Linked DNA regions of Gossypium hirsutum: region 2 is linked to region 1. A link is a contact called in public Hi-C data. All regions are on one chromosome and are shown on one strand. The core of a region is the stretch at or near the end of the contact, and the rest is flanking DNA. Distances in the headings are between cores, read along the strand shown. Region 1 holds the start of LOC107937128 (glutamate decarboxylase). Region 2 holds the start of LOC107918703 (myb family transcription factor MOF1).

Evidence for each region. Hi-C and Micro-C count contacts between places; a contact is called where the count stands out from the background.
Region 2: a contact with region 1 is called in a Hi-C map of leaf, with 2.9 times the contacts expected there. The contact joins the promoter of LOC107918703 here to the promoter of LOC107937128 in region 1. A contact is called at or near these places in 3 of 34 Hi-C or Micro-C datasets (all in leaf).

Annotation. Positions count from the first base shown.
Region 1 is chrA01:75,015,518-75,019,446 of Gossypium_hirsutum_v2.1, reverse strand. It overlaps LOC107937128 (glutamate decarboxylase), which reads left to right and starts at 1,381. Exons shown (of 6, transcript XM_016869948.2): 1 at 1,381-2,493; 2 at 2,576-2,780; 3 at 2,866-3,281; 4 at 3,369-3,622; 5 at 3,715-3,767; 6 at 3,869-3,929. The coding sequence starts at 2,408.
Region 2 is chrA01:75,412,404-75,416,544 of Gossypium_hirsutum_v2.1, reverse strand. It overlaps LOC107918703 (myb family transcription factor MOF1), which reads right to left and starts at 2,286. Exons shown (of 6, transcript XM_016848287.2): 1 at 1,395-2,286; 2 at 1,233-1,309; 3 at 1,095-1,131; 4 at 395-545; 5 at 1-179. The coding sequence starts at 1,521.

The sequences.
Region 1 (3,929 bases), core at 132-2,631:
TCATAATTTTAAAAAAATTAACTCTCAAATTTTACAAATATTTCTAATTTGATCTCAATCTTAAAAAAATTAAAAAATATATTAATATATTAATAAATTTAAAAATATATAAAAATACATAAAACTTTTAGAAATTATAGTAATAAATTTAAATTTTATATTAATCTTAATAATAACATTAAATAAATAAATAAAAATTCCCACCCCATCCCTTTGCCCATTCCCCACCGAACCGGGTATTGAAGGAGATGAGATTGCTGAACTTGCTAAGGACAATATTGCCACTCCCTGAATGTGGGCGGGTTCCAATAGTTTTCTGAGTTCCATTATAGATTTCTGCAAGCAAAATTCAAGAGCATCATCTGTTAACTGTCCACAGCCATTTGCTTTAAAGGTGGGGTAGGTCCGGTGGAGGGGGAGAAGGAGGGTGGGGAAGGGGAGAGGAGTTTTTTTTTCTTTTTTTCTTTTTTAATATTAATATAATGATTTTATTTAATATTAATATTAATGCACAATTTAAAATTGTTATATTTTTTAAAATATTTTATGTATTTTTATATATTTGTTTGAATTTTTTTAGAATTAGTATCAAATTGAGAATAGGTGTAACTTTTGAGGGTTAATTTTTTAAAATTATAATTAATATATAAAATTGAGGGCTAAATTTATTATTATACTAATTTTTTTAATTGCCACATCAATTTGTTATTTGTGATTTTAACGGGAGTGATCAAAATAACTAAACTATGTAAAGTGGGTATTTAAATTACAATTTATTTTTTTATTTTAAGTGTCTAAGATGATTTTTTTTTATAATTGAATGATTATCTATGATAATTAATTTTTTAAAAATATTTTAATATCATATATCAAACAATTGATGTTAATGTATATTATTTTTAATAAAATTTGAAGGAAAGGGCTTATTTTAATTAATCACACTAGATAATTATTTATTATTCAGAAATCATACGCTCCTAAAATATTGGAATACCCACAAAGTTTGATAGAAAAATTGATGTAAATTCTGATATTTATTTATATAAAAAAGAGAAATAAAGGGTAAAATCAACTTGTTGGTTTAATATTGAGTTAGGAAGTCTAATGTTGACTTATAGACACAAAATAAAAATATTAATTTTCAGATTGACTAAAGAAATGAATGGTTATTAATAAAATTGGAAGGTTTTTGGGGAATATTCAAAGAGGCCATATTTTGAGATTGACTTGTTCCTCATCCACTCATACCACATAACAACTAGGCCCGGTTCGGCATTGTCAGGTATTTTTTGATTTTTGTTAATCTTTGGCCTAACTACTTCAATACATCCCTACAACATTGTATATATTATTATTGCTGACTTAAGTCCGAATTAAGAATTCCTTTACACCTCAGGGAGTGGGATATTTTATTATTGTCTCTTAATTAAATAAAATGAAGGCTTATATTGTGAATTTGTATATTTTGTTCTACTAAGTCTTTATGCTTTTCTTGTAACTTTCAACTTTCTAATTTGGAGAAACCTAAAATACCCAATTTACAAACATTGTTCTGCACATCTTAAACCATTAATATTTCAATTTCGTTAAAATTTTTTATTACATCTTTTTACAACCAATAAAATTGTTACCTATATTATTATCCCACATTAGCATGAAATTTATTTTTTTTTAAAAATTCAAAGGTTTTCTAGACTTATTACGAATAAAAATAAAAAAAGGCTTTGAAAATTATGTTCTTTGTAGAAGTATCTCAACTTTCTTTTCTTTTTTTAAGGTATATTAACCAAAAACTAAACAATTTTCATTAAGCGAAATATGGAAATTTGAAAATATAAATAAAATAATATGGAAAGAATCAATAAATCAACCAAACGACGCTTTGAAGCGGCTTGAGGGGCGAAGGTGGTTTGCGCCATGGCACGAAAGTTGAAAATTCGTGGGAAACAAGGAAAAGGAATTATCGAAAAGAGCGGCAGGCTGGAAACCCATTTTGATGTTTCAGTGGGTAAGCTGGCTGGTTAGTGGTTAGCCAATGATCTGAATTATCAAAACAAGGACCCCCCACCAGGGCTGCAATGGCTTTCTTTGACTATTGGCTTCCTTCTAATTATATCTTACCATGTGTGTATCTTTCTTTATTCTTCCCCAAAATTCCATTTTTTTTATATTTGCTCCCCTTTTTGAGTATTCATTTCCAAGGCGAACAAGGTCAAATTTGGTATTTGCGCAAGTCATTTTCTAATGGAAGTGGTCAACTGGAACAAAGTCTTCCAATCACATCCCTATAAATACCCATTTGCCTCTCAATGCTTCCTTCACCAAGCAACAACAGTTTTTAGCTTTATACAGATCTTTCATTTCATTCAAATTTCACAGTATTTTTGTGTTTCTTGACACATCAACCATGGTGCTATCCAAGACTGCTTCTCAATCTGATGTCTCAGTTCACTCCACTTTTGCCTCTCGTTATGTCCGACACCAACTTCCTAGGTAAATCTCCAGCTTTTATATCCCTGGGTTCATAGCATCATTTATATGGTGAAAATAGTAGGTAATTAGAAAATTATTGCAGGTTCAGGATGCCAGAGAACTCAATACCAAAAGACGCTGCATATCAGATCATCAACGATGAACTGATGCTTGATGGGAACCCGAGGTTGAACCTTGCCTCTTTTGTCACTACCTGGATGGAGCCTGAATGTAATAAGCTTATTATGGATGCCATTAACAAGAACTATGTCGACATGGATGAGTACCCTGTCACCACCGAGCTTCAGGTTTTTATTCGTAATTCAATGAAAAAGTCAAAAACTTCAATAGTTTTTGCCTCCTAATGGTGTCATTTTCCTATTTTTGATGCAGAATCGGTGTGTGAACATGATAGCACATTTGTTCAATGCACCACTTGGGGACTCGGAGACTGCCGTTGGAGTGGGAACCGTTGGTTCATCCGAGGCAATCATGTTGGCTGGCCTTGCCTTCAAGAGGAAGTGGCAAAACAAGCGTAAAGCTGAAGGCAAACCATATGACAAGCCCAACATCGTGACCGGAGCCAACGTTCAAGTGTGCTGGGAGAAATTCGCTAGGTACTTTGAAGTGGAGTTGAAGGAAGTGAAGCTAAGGGAAGGTTACTATGTAATGGACCCTGCCAAAGCTGTGGAAATGGTTGATGAAAACACCATCTGTGTAGCAGCCATATTGGGTTCAACCCTCAATGGTGAATTTGAAGACGTCAAGCTTTTAAACGATCTCTTGGTAGAAAAGAACAAGGAAACTGGGTACATATCAATTTTTTTTTTTCAGTAACATAAATTTTATAAACTTGAAACATCTCAAGTGCTGATCCTTTAATATCTGTTTTGCAGATGGGATACCCCAATTCATGTTGATGCAGCTAGTGGTGGATTCATTGCACCATTTTTGTACCCAGAGCTTGAGTGGGACTTTAGGCTTCCACTTGTGAAGAGCATCAATGTTAGTGGCCACAAATATGGTCTTGTTTATGCTGGAATTGGTTGGGTTATCTGGAGGAACAAGGAAGACTTGCCTGAGGAACTTATTTTCCACATTAACTACCTTGGAGCTGATCAACCCACTTTCACTCTCAATTTCTCCAAAGGTAACTTATTATTTTAATAAAATTTCATTCATTCTCCATTTTCCATTACAAAATCCAACATTAAACTCAAATATATGCTGTTTTATCTGCAGGTTCTAGCCAAGTCATTGCTCAGTATTACCAGCTAATTCGTTTGGGTTATGAGGTGAGAACTAAGAACATGGCTGATTCAATTCAGGCCAACAAATTTGGCTTCCAACGTATGATTCAATAGTGTATTTTTTCTTTTTTTTTTGGTTACTACAGGGATACAGAAATATAATGGAGAACTGTCATGAAAACGCTATGGTCCTAAAAGAAGGGTTGG
Region 2 (4,141 bases), core at 1,037-3,536, 400 kb before region 1:
GAGGGTGAGACTGGGTGTGTTCCCATATGAAAGCACCATTACCTTCCTTTATTCCTTTATAAACAGCCATTGTCTGCAGATAATCATCATAAAAGTACGGATTTGAGACTCTCTCACATACTCCTTGGCTGCATTGCAGATTCTGATCAGAGATTGAACTCTTGGTCTCGATTCTAGCTCTGAGGCAAAGGAGGTTTAAAAAAATAATAATAATGAGAAACGAATTTTAGAGAGGAAAAAATTTAAAAGAAAAAGAAAAAAAGGTAGTAGCAGATAAGAAAAGATCATGCAATATACTATCTTCTTTTGTTTGTTTCTTGCACTACACTATCAACTTTTCTTTTTTTAAGTATATGAAAAGTCTGTACCCATGGGGGAATAAAGCTAAGCTGACCTTTTTGAAGGAAGAGGAGAGTGGATCAAATGAGAATCTGATTCTTCAATGGGCTTTGAGGTTGAGTGAAAACCCATAATATCATTTACATCATCAACACAACCATCATGTTTCTCAAAAGATTGTCTTCTTTGATGGGTTGAACTCCTATCTGTGTCATTTGACAGACCCCAACACAGAAGTTTCAATAAATAAATAAATAAATAAAAACTTCATGAAAGAATAATAAGAAAATTGAAAAAGAAAAGAGCCAACTAAGTTATGAGTTGGGAAAGTATGCATGCATATTATTTACGAGATGTTTGTTCAGAAAACACTTGGAAACAGCTGTAGTGAAGGAATGGGGATGTATGGGTTTCATCAGATATGCCAATAGAGGAAGATTTGGCAAGGAAACAAGTTAATGGCTGTTCACATCTAATTTGGCATCAAATGGATAAGAGAGAAAAGGAAATAATAAATGAAGTGGTACATCTAGGCTTTTACCAAAAATTATGTAAAGAAGGGAGTATATGATCTTGGATCCTTTATACCAAAACACAACCATTAGAAGAAAGTATCATAGAATGATATGCAAACACACACACACACTGATGAATATAGAACAGTTAGTTCTATAGTTAAAAACTGAGAATTGGAAAAGGTATTTGGGGTATAAATTAGAAAAGAAAAAACATTTTTTAAAGAAGAGCTAAGATACCTTGTCTGCTAAGATCACTTCTCATGCTCCGATACATCTGGTTAGAATGTAAAGAAACCCATGTGAACAAAAATGATCGAAGGGGAAGAGAAAAAAAGAAGGAATTTGAAAGCCAGAAGGGAAGAAAGAAAGATGAACCTGAAGGTGGCTTTTCACATGTGAAATGGTGAGTCCTTTCACATCCATCAGTTGAAGAACAAGTTTCGGCGTAGCTTCTGGCAAGTCGAAACAAACAAAAAAAAAAGCCATTATTTCAACTCCAAAAGAAACAAGCTGAAGAAGAAGAAAAGGGAAACTTACTGTCTTGACCACCAAGCCTTTCGATAGCTTGAACAAAACATTGATGAAGTTCAGGTGTCCATCTCAAACGAGGCACCTTTGATCTTATATACTGCCTCACTGCACCACTCCTCCCACAACTGCCCATTCCCTTCTATGTTCCAATCTCCTAAAAAAACTCTCGTTCTTATGTTCTTTAAAACCCTCAAATGGGAACCCCCCCCAAGGTATATCCTTTGAAAGCTTTGAAGGCTCTTAATACGATCACTAGCGATAAACAAAGAAAAAAGGACCTATGTTTCAGGTTTTAGTGGTAAATGTTTTTATGATAAAAACTCCTGGAACTGGAAAACCCTGGGTTGTTTCAATGTTGTTGGAATTGTCTAGGTACAAAGCAGCAAGAAAGACACTAAGTGCAGAAGCCCCTTGAAGAAAAAAGAAATATAAAACAAAAGAAAAAGGCAGAGGAAAGAGAACAAGAAAGATCACGAGGAAAGGAATAAGACGAACAAGGCACTGTAAAATTCCTTAAGAAGCACTGATAATACCTGCAAACTGCTGCCTTTCTTCTGTTTCTAATACTCTCTAATCTCTGCACACTTTCAGAGATACACAAAATCAACAAAGACCAAAAATAATATTTTATATAAGAAAAAAACTTTCAAACCCCCAATTGAATTAAATAAAAAATAATGATAATAAAAATTAAGAACTCTCACGAGTTCTCTGATCTGCCTTCCCTGAAATCATTACCCCTATACCCAACTGCTTTACATTGACCTTTTGCTTCCCTCTTCCTGTATATAATATAGAGCCTATAAGCTCTATTTTCCATACAAAAAGAAAAAAAGACAAAATATTTATGTATTTATTTACTTCATATATTCCTCTATAATACTGCCAACTTCCTATCATCACAAAAGACGCCATGAGTACATATTTATATATATTTGTATTACTATCACAATTTTGTATGCTTTTTTTGTTTCTTTGGGACAGATTTTTTTTCCACACACGGAAAGTGACACGGTAAGCGCACCCCTTTACTGTGCTGTCTTAAAGGAAAAGCTTCTATCCTGACGCTTTTACCCTTGTTTTCAAATGGTAGTTGTCTATTATATGTTTCTTGTTTTTTGTTTTAGTCAATTTGACCCAATTTATCATTCTTATCATTAAACATTTCTGTATATAAATATAGTCATATTAATAATCTTTTTATTTTAAATAATTATTTAACTCAATTTTTTTTATCAGGATTCCATGGCACCTCCTACACTAAGGATGTCCTACTGCCCTAAATAACTGTAACTTAGTCGAAGCCTGAAAATTATGATATATAAATTTTAATTTAATATAATTATATATATTAATAATACATATTTCATTAAATCAAAATTTTATATATAAAATTACATAAAATTAAAAATTATATATAAAATTATACATTACATTAATATTAAATCAAGTTTAATATACATACCATTTTAACTATTATTAGTAAGAATGGTTTTTCCAATGTAAAAATTACGGGTTTGGATGGATAATGTCTTCTTTATATGAATATTTCATTAATTAGAGGTCAATGGTTTTGGGGGAATTGTATACTGCTTTAGTTGGTATTGATAATGTCTTCTAACATGAAATTAAGAGTAGTATGTTACAAAATTTATTTAAAAAGTTGCCTCTGATAAGATAGTTATTATAATGGAAGAGTGGAGACTAACCTAACCGAGCAAAATAATGTAAAACCGCAGAGTGTGAAGTCTGGTTGGGTAATGTTTGAATCATATTGGAACTGAGTTTACATATAGTGTTGATATTTTATTTATTTGTTTAAGTTGAATGTGTAAATAATTAATTCGAGTTTATTTAATTAAATAATTTATTTTTAATTTTTAAAATATACTTTTTATTTACTATTTTGTAATTTTGTATATATACTTTTCTTTTACCACTAGAAGATAATTTTTTGTTGTATTAATTTTTTTTGGTAAATATAAATAATCGGTTTAATGACAAATTTAGCTATTAACATATGCATGTTTTGTCAAAATGGTCTTAATTATATTTTTAAGTATTTTTTTGCTATCCACCTTTATTCTTTTTTTCAATCTTCTTTCTCTAACAGATTTAATGAATAAATTCAAGGTTCAAATTTTCTTTTCTTTCAAAACATTTCAATCTTTCATATGTTTGTTTACTGAGAAGTTTTTCTACTGAGTTAATTTTTTTTAAATAATTACGTTTATTTTCTTTAAATTAAGAGCTTTTTTTAATTTAATGTATTATTTATTTATTTTATTGATTTTCCACATGTAATTATCTTATTGGGTTATCTAAGTAATAAATTACATCTCATTAAAAATATTTCACATATAAAATTCCACATTATCCCCTTTAACTTTTTTTTAACAGTACTTTCATTAAATCTGTTAGAAAAAGTAAATTGAAAAAAAATAACAAAGGTTGATGGTAAAAAAAAATTCAAAAATACAATTAGGACCATTTTGACAAAACATCCAAACGTAGTGGCGAAATTTGTCATTAAGCCTAAATAATTTAACATAAATTTTATATTTATTATATAATATATTTATTTTTCGTATAATACATATTGCATAATACATAAAATAAAATAAAAAATTATAGCTCGTAATAAAATAAAAAATTATAGCTCGTCCTTTTTTTTAAAGAAAATAAAACTAAAATTAACTTATGTGTAGTTACAAGTTCTCACTTCAACACTAAAACTTCCTTCTTTGTCGCCC